Linked DNA regions of Mus musculus: region 2 is linked to region 1. Evidence: chromatin contacts called from public Micro-C data. All regions are on one chromosome and are shown on one strand. The core of a region is the stretch at or near the end of the contact, and the rest is flanking DNA. Distances in the headings are between cores, read along the strand shown. Region 1 holds the start of Tex19.2 (testis expressed gene 19.2). Region 2 overlaps Ccdc57 (coiled-coil domain containing 57).

Evidence for each region. A called contact is a pair of places that touch in the nucleus more often than the background predicts.
Region 2: a Micro-C map of the G1E-ER4 cell line shows a contact between it and region 1. The contact joins the enhancer-like site here to the promoter of Tex19.2 in region 1. A contact is called at or near these places in 1 of 39 promoter capture datasets (liver), 1 of 15 datasets of contacts at CTCF or cohesin (embryonic stem cells), 18 of 484 Hi-C or Micro-C datasets (the AtT-20 cell line, the G1E-ER4 cell line, bone marrow-derived macrophages and 5 more), 2 of 115 datasets of contacts at active chromatin or transcription factors (embryonic stem cells and pancreatic cancer cells) and 3 of 9 other capture datasets (adipose tissue, embryonic stem cells and liver).

What each region holds. Positions count from the first base shown.
Region 1 is chr11:121,114,726-121,120,931 of GRCm38.p6, forward strand. It overlaps Tex19.2 (testis expressed gene 19.2), which reads right to left and starts at 3,952. Exons shown (of 3, transcript NM_027622.3): 1 at 3,463-3,952; 2 at 3,102-3,175; 3 at 1,490-2,971. The coding sequence starts at 2,895. The coding sequence ends at 1,942.
Region 2 is chr11:120,900,116-120,906,321 of GRCm38.p6, forward strand. It overlaps Ccdc57 (coiled-coil domain containing 57), which reads right to left. Exons shown (of 19, transcript NM_027745.1): 4 at 3,869-3,970; 5 at 3,408-3,565; 6 at 3,201-3,275; 7 at 1,760-1,960. Among named protein-coding and RNA genes, the nearest start is that of A430102A20Rik, 30 kb to the right of the region's middle. Within about 2 kb of position 2,531, at least 65 of the 459 cell types and tissues checked have an H3K27ac peak or open chromatin away from gene starts, as enhancers often do. A contact at or near this core is called in the G1E-ER4 cell line, adipose tissue, liver and 1 more, where this site is marked.

The DNA of each region.
Region 1 (6,206 bases), core at 2,702-5,201:
TAAATGTGTCAAGGTGCACGGTTGATTAAGCCATGACCACTGAGGGGTGCTAATCAGCACTCATGAATGACAAGAGATGAACAAATAACACAGGTGAGCCTTTGTGTAACTGCCAGGACCCTTGGAGGGGCAGAAGCCACCAACAGGTCATAAAGCTCAGTAGGTGGGGAAAGCAGAGCTTCTGCAGGGCTCCATACCATGCACCCCATCCCACAGCCCAGGGACCATTTTTGTAGAACCCTAGATTAGATTCATGTACTCAGCTCCAGGACAACTAACATTGTGGCCTGTGCATATGACCCAAGCAATTGAGAAGCTGAGGCAGAAAGATGGCTAAATGTTAGACTAGCTTGGGCTTCACAATGGAGAGATGGCACAGTGGTTAAGAGCACTGACTACTCTTCCAGAGGTCTTGAGTTCAAATTGCCACATGGTGGCTGTCTTAGTCAGGGTTTTTATTCCTGCACAAACATCATGACCAAGAAGCAAGTTGGGGAGGAAAGGGTTTATTCAGCTTACACTTCCATACCGAATGCTGTTCATCACCAAGGAAGTCAGGACTGGAATGCAAGCAGGTCAGGAAGCAGGAGCTGATGCAGAGGCCATGGAGGGATATTCTTTACTGGCTTGCTTCCCCTGGCTTGCTCAGCCTGCTTTCTTATAGAACCCAAGACTACCAGGCCAGAGATGGTTCCACTCACAAGGGGCCTTTCCCCCTTGATCACTAGTTGAGAAAATGCCTTACAGTTGGATCTCATGAAGGCATTTCCTCAACTGAAGCTCCTTTCTCTGTGATAACTCCAGCTGTGTCAAGCTGACACAAAACTAGCCAGTACAGTGGCTCACAACCATCTGTAATGAGAGAAGATGCCCTCTACTGGTATGTCTGAAAACAGCTACAGTGTACTTACATATATAATAAATAAATTTTTAAAATAAATTTAAAAAGAAAGAAAAAAACAAAAAAACCCCAACAAACATAAGGTTTTTAAAAAATGAGAAAAAAAAAGAAAGCACAAGGTATATGCTTCAGAAGCCCTGGCCCAGCACGGGTCAGGCAGTGGATGACTCTCATTATTAGGAAAAACGAAAACAAACAAACAAAAAAAAAAACCACTTTTTTTGTTTTGTCTTTTTGAGAGGGCTATCACTAGCCCTGACTGGTTTCAAACTCAGTATGTAGATGAAGGTGACCAAGCTTCTAATGCTACTTCTGGGATTACAAGCCTGTGTGATCTCCTGTCAATCTATGAGATAAGACACTATTCATCAATATATGGAAAAACTACCTCTATTTTAGTCCTGTACATTCCAGTTATGAAGATGTGGCTGATACACTTGAGAAAAACTTACCATGTGACCCAGCAAACAGATGAGAACCCAATGTCCCCTTGCCAGCTCTGTGGGATCTTCAGCCAGTGGGTTAGTTACTCACCCAGGAGAGGAGGCCAACGACCCATGGGGACCCAATGAGGAGACTGCAAAAGACTTCTATGAAAACAGTAACTTTATTAACACAGAAGCATGCACAGGGCACGAACTGAGCAAGTAGCACAAAGCAGTCAACTCTGAATCCAGGACTCACAGCCCCTCAGAAAAAGCCAAGTGCAGAACACGGGGTCAACCAACGTGACTTGGTGTCATACTTCTAGTGTCGCCACCTACAACTAGGGCAGAACTGGGGAAGGACCAGTGACCCATCCCCCATAAGACTTGATACACAAGTCTTTGCCCTGCACATGAAGCTGAGTCTAACCTTCCGAACACTGAACTGTCAACTAGGGACGATGAACCCAGCTTCCCTGAGGCCCCAACCCCAGGCTGATCCACAACCTCCCCTTAATATGATGGACATCCTTCAGGACCTGTGGCTGAGAGGCAACCTCTGGCTCTTCAGTCCCGGGGGGAGGGGGACCTGGGGGTGGTACAAGCACCAGTCCCTCAATTGTGTGGATCAGGGGAGGGGGAACGGAAGCAGGGCAACTCCCTCAGAGATACAACTTCTACCACAAGGAGCCTCTCCCCTGGCTCCCTGCTCCAGGACTCTGGGGTGCTATTGTGCCAGGGCAAATACGAATGCACCTTGAAGCCTCCCTTTTGTAGGCTGCAGTCAGCAGGCACCAGCTCCATCCCCAGCTCTGAGGACTCCAGGACGCTTAGCTTCCAGCGGTGCAGGTCTTGCTGTTCAGGTGCATTCTGCAGCTGGGCCACTCTCACGTCACCAGGGTCCAGCAACACCTGCCAGCGCTGGACACGGGTTCTCACGGCCCAACAGGGAGTCATTGACAGCATGTAGCAAATGGCGTCAAAGCCACCCAGAAGGAAAACGAACTTCAGGCCTACCAACCATGCTTCTGCTTCCAACGGGTCCATGGGCCAGGTGGGGCTCAACTCCAACAATACAGGTTGCCCAGGAGATGGGCTTACATTGAAAATCTCCCACCAGGACAAAGGAGGGATGAGCCAGTGGGAGCAGGGTGAAAGCCCATCAAATCTCCAGGGAAGGGCCTGGGTCCACTCAGCATCCTCAGGACCCAGATCCAGGGGTACAGCTTCCTGAGGCCCCAGCTCAGTGGGCACAGGCTGGGGTCCCTGAGCCCCAGAGCCTGCAGAGACAGAGATGCCATGTGGCAGATGACCTTGGCCCTCTCCCCCACTAAGCCCGGGCCATTCCTCGGGCTCAGACGATGCCTCTGAGAGTTCCATGGGCTCAGCATCCCACACTCCTTCTTCCCAGTCTCCCATCTCCAGCATGTTCTTAACGACGAGGAAAGCTGCCTTGAAGCAAGCAAAGCAGATCTTCATCTGTTCCCCATGGACAAGATGGTACAGCCACGCCCCATAGAGGCAGGACATGCCCTTGGCCCCATGGCGAACGCTGACTGGGGGACACATGGTCAAGAAGTCTGTCTGCAGCTAAGCGGACACACAGAGGAAGACTTGCTCGATGGTCTCAGTAGGACCATAGAGGCTAGAAATAGGTGGAAAAGGTGAGAATGAGAGAAACGGGAGAAAACAGGGCACAGTAGGAGGTCTAGGGGCTTTGGGGCTGCAGGATACGGGGCAGTGGTACGAGAACTGGGTGAGAATTAAATGAATACCTCTCTGGAGAAGTAGACAGGCTTGAGCTTCCAGAAACTTCTTCAGCTTCACACTTGCTCCAATGTCTGGAGAGCTTGAAAGGCAGAGGAAATGAGGTTTGCCTCCCCCCACCCCAGCCCCCGGGCTGCTGCAGGGCCCCCCTTGAGGAGAGGGTGTTGGAGCTCTGGCCCCCGGGGCTCCCTGCTCACTCTGGACAGGCTGGGGTGACATCAGAGTTGTCCTCAGGGCTCAAGGCCCCGACCTCACACTTGCACCCGGCTACCAACCAAAGAGGCCGGGAAGCCTACGTCAGGAGTATCTCCTCTCTGCCCACCGTGCTCACCCGGCCCAGCCCTCGGCCCAGTCCCTTTCCATCCTTACCTCCCTGACTGAGCGCCCAGGTGCCAGCTAAGGGACTCCAAAGCCAGGCTCTCCTCACTGAGCACTGAACACCGAGCGAGGACCAACAAGGCCTTATAAAGGGTCAACGGCCATGATGCTCCAGCTCATTTACATATCTCCCATGAGGCCCCAAAGCAGCAGGAAGCGAAGGCGCTGAGTCACTCTGGCCCCCAAGGTGCACATGAGGCCTGGCGCCCCCTACAGCGCGCATGCGCTGCTCCCCTGCGGACACCTGAGCACCCTGTGTGCTTCCTGTGTGCTCTAGCGGTGCCCGATGTCCCCATCCCTGTGCCTTCGAGGGACTCGAAGGCCTGGGTTCAGAGCTGGGCCCGCAGCACATCTTGTTTGGAAAAGTCGATTCCTTCTTCCCTGTCTCTTTAGTAAAAAGTTCTTTAACACTTGGGAAACTGCTCGCTCAGTTCTCAACTGCAGGCTAAGCACAGTTGCCCCTCTCTGGGTCTTTTTGTTCTCAGACTCTTTAAAGAAATTCTTTGTAGAGTTTATCCTTAGAGGAGTCTGGGACTCAGAGGAAAAACCAAGCATAAGATACAAGGTTTCCAGCAGCCTCTGGAGCTCAACCTTGACCACACAGAGGTTTATTTGTTAAAATCTGCCGCAGTCCACTCTGGACACCCCACAGGGGTGGACACTGGTGTAGTGACGTTCCTCTGTCATCACAGGGCCAGTTTCACTTCAGTAATACTCCATTAAAAGAATAAATCCCTTTATCCACTCACTTCTTGTAGAAGATCTGGTTGCTTTCTGGGGTTTGGTAATTTGGTATTTTAAAAAGCTATTACCAGTTTTGCATTGGTCTTCTAAACTTAAGCTTTTGTCTCCTTTGAATACACCCAGAGAAGCACAAAAGCCACGTTGTGAGCTAGTTGTAGTGTGTGAGAGCTGGCACAGTTTTCCAAAAGCTCTTCCTTCAGGACCAAGTGGAGTCTGAAGCCACATGAGCTTGCAAGTCCTGGAAAATGGCAGTTGTGCCCAAAACAATGAGAAGTAAATGGCCATTCGCGCGAAAAACTGATCTATCACAGTCGGAGACTGAAAGAATCCAAGCTTGAGTGAAGAGTTGCATCACGCTGGGCTACCCTCTCGCTTCAACCTCTTTTTTTTTGTCTGAAAGGGAGCAGGGTTCCTGAGGAATCTTTTTAAAAAGATACTAGAGCGTGAGTTCCAAGACAGCCAGTGCCACACAGCACTGTCTTAAAAAAACAAAAATAAACAAACAAATAAATATTGCCAGATCACAGTTAGAAATGTACGTCCCATGACTAAGCAATCAAATATATGAGCCTATGGTGGCCATTCTTATTCAAAAATGTCTTGTACTGGAGAAGTGGCTCACAACAGGCTTAAGTTCTAGCCCCAGGGGGTCGGATATCCTCTTCTAGCTACTTCACCTATACACACATGGCACACTCATACCCCCCCCCACACACACAAATACAAATAAAAATAAAACTTAAAAAAAAAGAATTATTGGGATTTGTACTGGCTGGCTTTGTGTGTCAACTTGACACAGCTGGAGTTATCACAGAGAAAGGAGCTTCAGTTGAGGAAATGCCTCCATGAGATCTAGCTGTAAGGCATTTTCTCAATTAGTGATCAAGGGGGAAAGGCCCCTTGTGGGTGGGACCATCCCTGGGCTGGTAGTCTTGGGTTCTATAAGAAAGCAGGCTGAGCAAGCCAGGGGAAGCAAGCCAGTAAAGAATATTCCTCCATGGCCTCTGCATCAGCTCCTGCTTCCTGACCTGCTTGAGTTCCAGTCCTGACTTCCTTGGTGATGAACAGCATTCAGTATGGAAGTGTAAGCCGAATAAACCCTTTCCTCCCCAACTTGCTTCTTGGTCATGATGTTTTGTCCAGTAATAGAAACCCTGACTAAGACAGGATTTGAGAGATGGTTCAGTGGTTAAGAGCACTGTTTTTCCAAGGGACCTGGGTTCAAGTCCCAGCAACCACATGGCAGCTCACAGCTAACCTTAGCTTCAGGATCTGACACCCTCACATAGACACACACACATAGACAAATAAGCAGGCAAAACACTAATGCACATAAATAATAATAAAATAAATAAAATTTTAAAAATACAAAAGAATTGTCTTTGGAGCTTCACATTGGGCACTAAACTGTTAGTGTAAAAAACACAGCTCTCAAAAGAAGCAAGAGGGGCTGGAAAGATGGCTTATCAGTTAAGAGCACTGACTGCTCCTCCAGAGGTCATGAGTTCAAATCCCATGGTGGCTCACAACCATCTGAAATGAGATCTGATGCTCTCTTCTGGGGCGTCTGAAGACAGAAACAGTATACTTATATATAATAAAATAAATAGGCTGGAGCAAGCGGGGCCGGAGTGAGCTGGAGGGGGAGAAAAAAAGAGACAGGAGATAAGTTTATTCGGAGGCTATATAAGAGTGTCTATGGCCCTAAAACATATATACCCAGTATTCCATGGTCCAAAGTGGGGAAATCCCAGCTGTATGTCTCAGGTGCTAACTGCTGACATTCTAAACTCCAGGGAGTTAATGGGCCTTGTAGAAGGATCAGTGTAGTTCTGGAAACATTACACAAAACAAAATCCTTTCCAAGACACATTCTCTCTATGTATCCTTGGCTAGCCTGGAATTCTCTATGTAAAGCCAGGCTGGCCTCGAACTCACAGTGATCCTCCTGCCTCTGCCTCCACACTGATGTTTATTTTATTTTTATTGTT
Region 2 (6,206 bases), core at 1,281-3,780, 220 kb before region 1:
GGGCTGGTGAGATGGCTCAGCAGGTAAGAGCACCTGACTGTTCTTCCAAAGGTCCTGAGTTCAAATCCCAGCAACCACATGGTGGCTCACAACCATCCCTAACGAGATCTGACTCCCTCTTCTGGTGTGTCTGAAGACAGCTACAGTGTACTTACATATAATAAATAAATAAATCTAAAAAAAAAAAAAAAAGATAAAATACCCTCATCTAAGCCTGGGAATGTTAGCAAATACCCGACTTCAGTGTTCCTTTGAACACTGCGTCCCTGTGTATTTCCTCACTGCCCAGGATGGGGCTCAGCGCCGCACACCCAGTGCTATACCTCTCCAGTGCCCACAGTTCTTGACACGAGGCACAAGCAGAGCAGGTTGTCCAAACACTCTGGCTTGAATTAAATATTGGGAAGGAGCCAGTGTCCTGGAGCACACCTGTAATTCCAGCACTGGGTAGGCTGAGGTGGGAGAATAGAGGCTTCCAAGCCACCTCAGGCTACACAGGGCAGCCATGTCTCAAAAACAAAGCAAAACAAAAACAAACAAACAAAAAAAACCCAGTTAAACCCAGAGCTGTATGGTTTGAATTTCCACCTCTGTTCATGTCCACTAGAGAATTGAAAGCAACATCTATAAAGGACGTCTGCTACCTGCACTAAAGCAGAGTCATTCTTAAGAACAGAGGAGAAACACCCATGTGTACAGAGCAGATAAAAGACTGTGGCCTGTTCACACTGGGATATCAGCCTTAAAGACACAAAGTTTGACTTAACAAGCCACTGCCCTCCATAGCTCAATACTAAAATAGTTAACTCTTGTTAGGCATGGTATTCTTGTGTGTATGCATGTGCAAGAGTGTGAAGGAGGACATGTGTGGTGTGGGTGCATTGCACAGGTCAGAGGTCAACCCTGGGTCGAGATCCTCAGTGGCCATCTGCCTTGAGATAAGGCTCTCCCTGGGACCTACGGCTCACTGACTATGCTGGGCTAGCTGGCAAAGAAGGCCTCCATGGCTTCTGGAGGTCCAGAGGTGTATATTTTGACACAGTCACAGTTTAAAAGAAAATGTCATCCTATGAATGTGGATGACCCTTGAGAACTTGAGTCTCTCTGTGACAGGCCAGACATATAAGGGCAAGTGCCAGAAGATTCCAATTTGTGTGTTGCTCCTAGAGTTAGCAAACTGACAGGCAGTGCCGACTGAAGGCTGCTGGGAGACTGGGGCAGGAGTGGCACCTGGATCCAAATGGGACGAGCACTGCAGACGGACAGATGAAACTGCATTTGCCGTATCCTGATGCCAGTGCTACATACCTATAACCCCAGCAGCACTTAGGAAGTTGAGGCAGGAAAAATAAGTCCAGGGGCGGGGGGGTGGGGGGGGGAGCTATAGTGACACATGCTTGCAGTCCCAACACTTGGGAGGTGGAGGCACACGGATTATAAATCCGAGGCTATCCAAGGTCATAGAACAAGTTCTGGGCCAGGTTTGCACAAATGAGGCTTTGTCTCAGAAAAACAAAAAGTGAAGGCAATAGGTTAACTTTGTTAAATACACTTATCACAAGTAAGCATAAATATAAAACTATATAATTAAAAAGAAAACATTACTAGAAATGGCAGCGGGGTCAGGGGGTCGGGGGTGGGCAGAAAGCCCCTACCCACTGCTTGCAAAATTCCATTCTAAAATGGCCCACATCTGCCTCTGCCTTGGACACAGGCACACGAGGCTGTTGGGCTGGGCCGGCCAGAGGCAGCAGCTCACTTGTCAGTAAGGGCGTTCTTCTCCTTGGCGTCCTCTGCTCTTGTGCACTCAGCCCTGCGCAGTTGTCCCTCCAGGGTTTCACAGAGGAACTGAAGCTCCAGCACCTTGGCGTCCAGCGTCTGCAGCTCCTCTGCATGGGCGCGCTTCACTGCCGCCAGCACTGTGTCTTTCTCCCTGGCTTGACGGTCAAGCTCTTCATGTCTGAAACACAGGGGAGGGTCCCGCGGTGGCTCACTCAGTGCCCTGGAACCTTCCAAAGTGTTTGCCATCCTTTTCTTACACTACAGCTGTCCCTGACAAGATGGCTGACTCTGCAGGAGTAACTTGTGGGCGCGCTAGCTCTTCCCATGTAAGCAGATCTTCTTAGGTGCCGGGCTCTCGGAGGCCCCCAAAGCTCACACAGATACCAAAGCAGATTCACAAAACACTCCTAACAACCTACGCTTGACCAGCCATGGAAAACAGATGCCACCTGCCTCTCAGATGGGCAGACTCCTGAGCACTCCCTTAGTGTATCAGTTTGTCCGTACTGCACAAATAGTGGCATGAGAAAACACAAGAGAAAATTTCTTCCCCTCCCAAGTGTAACTGGGCAGCCTGAGTGTGTGGTGTGTGGTAGCTACAGTTACTGTTCCCTTTAGAAGAGAGAGTAAATGCGTCTTGCTGAGTCCACACTGAGCTTCCAGCTGGCATCCCCGCCCCACTCCTCGTTGACCGACTCCTTACTGTCCCAGCACCTCCCGAACCCTGCAGTACTGGGGGGAGGAGCAATGCTTTAACTGCATGGCTGAAGCTCCGCCTTGAGGCAGCACACCACCACTTCCTGGGTGTCCCAGACCTGGCAACGTGAAGAGCCTGCTGCAGTCAGAGGGACAGAATCCAGAGTCTACATCAGCAATAGTAGGGGGACATCAGCATGGCAAAGCTTGAGGCGATCGTCTAAAACTTATACACTAGCTAGTAAGACAGCCAAGGTCTAAATGTTAACGCTTAATTTTTAAATACTTATTTACCTAGTATGGAGGCATATGTGTGGAGTCAGTTCTCTCCTTTTACCACATGGGTTCCAGGGATGGAACTCAGGTCACCAGCTATGGTGACAAGTGACTTTATCCACAAAGCCATCTCATTTACCCATAAAAGTTAAAATTTAACTAAGGTTATATTTTTAAAAGCCTGTTTTAGACACTGGAGACTAAATCCAGAGTTTTCAACATTCTTAGTTTGTGTTTTATCAATGACCTGAATTGGACTCTTGGTCCTTAAAAAGTTTAAGCTTGGAGACACCGGATGCCTAACCCTCTCTGAGGAAGGAGAGCATGGTGCCAGCCACAGCAGCGTCCCAGCTCAGGCTGCCCGCCCACCTGCCACAGGGCTCTTGTCTCCAGTAAGCAAGATCTAGACTCTTTTCCAGTGGCACCACCCAGGCAGAAATACGCACTTCCTCCTGAAAGTCTCCTCAGCTTTCTTCTTGGCCAGCTGTGCCGAGTAAAGCTTCTTCTCCAAGCCCTTTATCCTAAACAGAAACCGTATCAGTAAAGAGCAGTTACGTAAGAGATCAAAGAGTAGAACGGAAAGATGCCAGGAAGGCAACGCCACCAGATCTAGTCCTTACGGCCACAATGCCTGGAGAACAGAACCTACGCACCGAGCGTCCTTCACGGCCTCCAGATCCTGGAGTTCCCGGGCACGCTCCTGCAGCTTCCTCTCTAATTCCACGTGTTCTGCTTCTGCCTTCTGCAGACTCTCTGCTGCCCGTGCTCCAGCGTCTCTCAGAGCTTGCAGCTCTTTGTTTAGTAGTTTTATCTGAGAAAGATTGAAAAGTTCCAGGAGAGGAGATGGGTAAAAGGAACAGTGTGAAGCCTGGCGTGGTCCCAGCGCTCGGCAGGCACAGGCAGGCGGAGCTCTAAGTTCAAGGCCAGCCTGGTCTACAGAGTGAGTTCCAAGATAGACGGGACTACACAGAGAAACCCTGTCTCAACAAACAAACAAACAAACAGACAGACTGACTGACTGACTGACTGACTAACAAAGGAACAGCATGGTATTCTGCAGCACTGGGTAATTAAAGTTGCAATGGTGATTCGAAGCCCAGGGCCAGCCAGTTACCTTGAGCTCATGTGTCAGGACTACGTTGCTCATGTCGTCAGCCCTCAGCTGGAACTCATGCTCTCTTCTCTGCATTTTAGATTCAAACTCCAGCAGCAGCTCCTGGGACAAAAGAGCCAGGAGTGAAGGAGAGTGGCTGCCGCCAAGGCCTCAGCTTAGGTGTGAGACTGACACACAGTGTGAATCACGGTTTTATACTACAAACAAAGTTTTCTGTTCTACAGATAAACTGCTTACCTCTATTTCCCTACCACCACTCTTCAATATCTGTACATCTATACACGCTTTTAATCCCAGCACTCAGGAGGCAGAGGCAAGCGGATTTCTGAGTTTGAGGCCAGCCTGGTCTACAGAGTGAGTTCTAGGACAGCCAAGGCTACACAGAGAAACCCTGTCTCGAAAAACAAACAAAACCAACCAACCAACCAACGACAGAACAACAAAAATTCTCAGGTAAAATGGGGTCATAGATGAAACCATTTTAAGAAGCCTCTCTCTGAGGGATGACTGTAACTCTTGCAGTTCGGTGAGCACCCAGGTTGCAGCCATTGCTGTCAGGCTAGCATATATTCCCTTCTGCAAACTTCCTTCTCATTTCTGACATGATGAGGTCTGCCACGGGGTCCTCGGTTGATACGAGAGTTTGGATCCTCCAGTTACTAGCAAGCCAAAAAACCTAATTTCTATATTTCTGGGGCCAGGTACTTAATCTCATTTTTGATCAGCACAGAGCCAGAGCCCCTGGAAGGACTGAGTGCTCAGGCACATATGCCAGCCCTAGTCCTGGGCCCTGCCCTGCCCTGCCCTCCACCAGACTCCAGCCCTGAAGGACAGACTGAGGGAGGACAGATGCAGCTCTGAGGGAGTTGTCCCCACCCTTACCCCATGAAGCACCATCCAGCCCTGGTAGACAGGTGCACTGTGTGAGTTCTGCAGCAACAGGTCTCACTTTCTGGCTCAGGAAACTGCAGAAAGCACAACTAGAAGTTATATTTCACTTTTTCAATCCCTTGAAAGGTAAATGTGAAATATATAGTCACGTGAGTGACCCTTATTGGAATTAGAATATTAAAATCATTACTATAATTATAAAATCATGGCTGAATGCTTGCCTGTTATGTGTGGTGCCTTGGGTTCTATTCCAAGCATAGGGACAAATGAAAGACAAAAGGAAGGAAAGAAGAAAGAAAGGAAGGAAGGGAGGGAGGGAGGGAGGGAGGGAGGGAGGGAGGGAAAAAGGAAAGGAAAGGAGAAGAGAGGAGAAGGGAGGGGAGAGGGGAAGGGAGGGGAGAGGAGAGGAGGGGAGGGGAGAGGAGAGAAGGATGGTGAGTTAGTAGAACCTACCTGTAAACAGAGAACCTGGGAGGCAAAGATAGAGAAGATCCCCTCAAGTTCTGGGCAGCCTTGGCTACATGTTAGGAATCTGTCTCAAAGGACAAAACCAAAGCAACCAACTAACCAAACAGCAACAAATCCACAGAATTTGAAACAGTTTTTTCTGAACAAAATCCACAGAGGAAGTTCTGCAGGTTGTGGCCACCAGAGAGCAGAGTTCCATGCTAAGTCAAGCCTGTGCTGCCACCTTCTGGTCTTGCTGGACAGTGTGACAGGCAGCCATGACCTGTCTCCACTGTGCTCTTGTCAATGTTCTGGGGACCGTGTCTCTGGATAAACCATGGGACCTCACACAACAGTCTGTCACTCTGTCTCCTTGCACACATTCTTTGTCTCAACAACTGGCAGTCATCCTCTGTGGCACCTGCCTCTTCCATCAGGCCCATCAGAGCTCAGGGTCAGATGTCCCCACTGGCTCCCCTTCTGGGCATGCTCATATCTGCAGGGGCCTACTACCCCATCAGCCTGCTGGCTACTTCTCCCATGCCTGGCCCAGTAAGTCCGCAATCATGTATGTCACTGCTCTACACAAACACTCAACAGTTTCCCATGGTGCCAAAGTCTTTAAAGGCTCTGAAGGCCGAGCTCCACTTTGGACATTCGTCCTCTGAACTTGAACTCTATCTTCTAGGTATCTCCGAGCACATGGGCAGGTTCTTGTCTTCCTCCTCCTGAACTCTCTTCTGCACCCTCACCAACGTCTGTGGCTCCTCTTGCCCACTCACTGTACTTGACTCCTGACCCTCCCGTCTCATCACATCTATAGGCAGTTAACTGTCTCAAGGTGTTCTTCCCTCTATAAGGGCAAGCATGGCAGGTATGACTGACAGGCATGACAGGTATGACAGGAATGACAGGGATCCGTGCGCAATCCCAAGCCTGAAGAGCTACCAGCATGCAGCATGCATTCAGAAACATTTCTGAAATGAGTGGGTAAATTTCC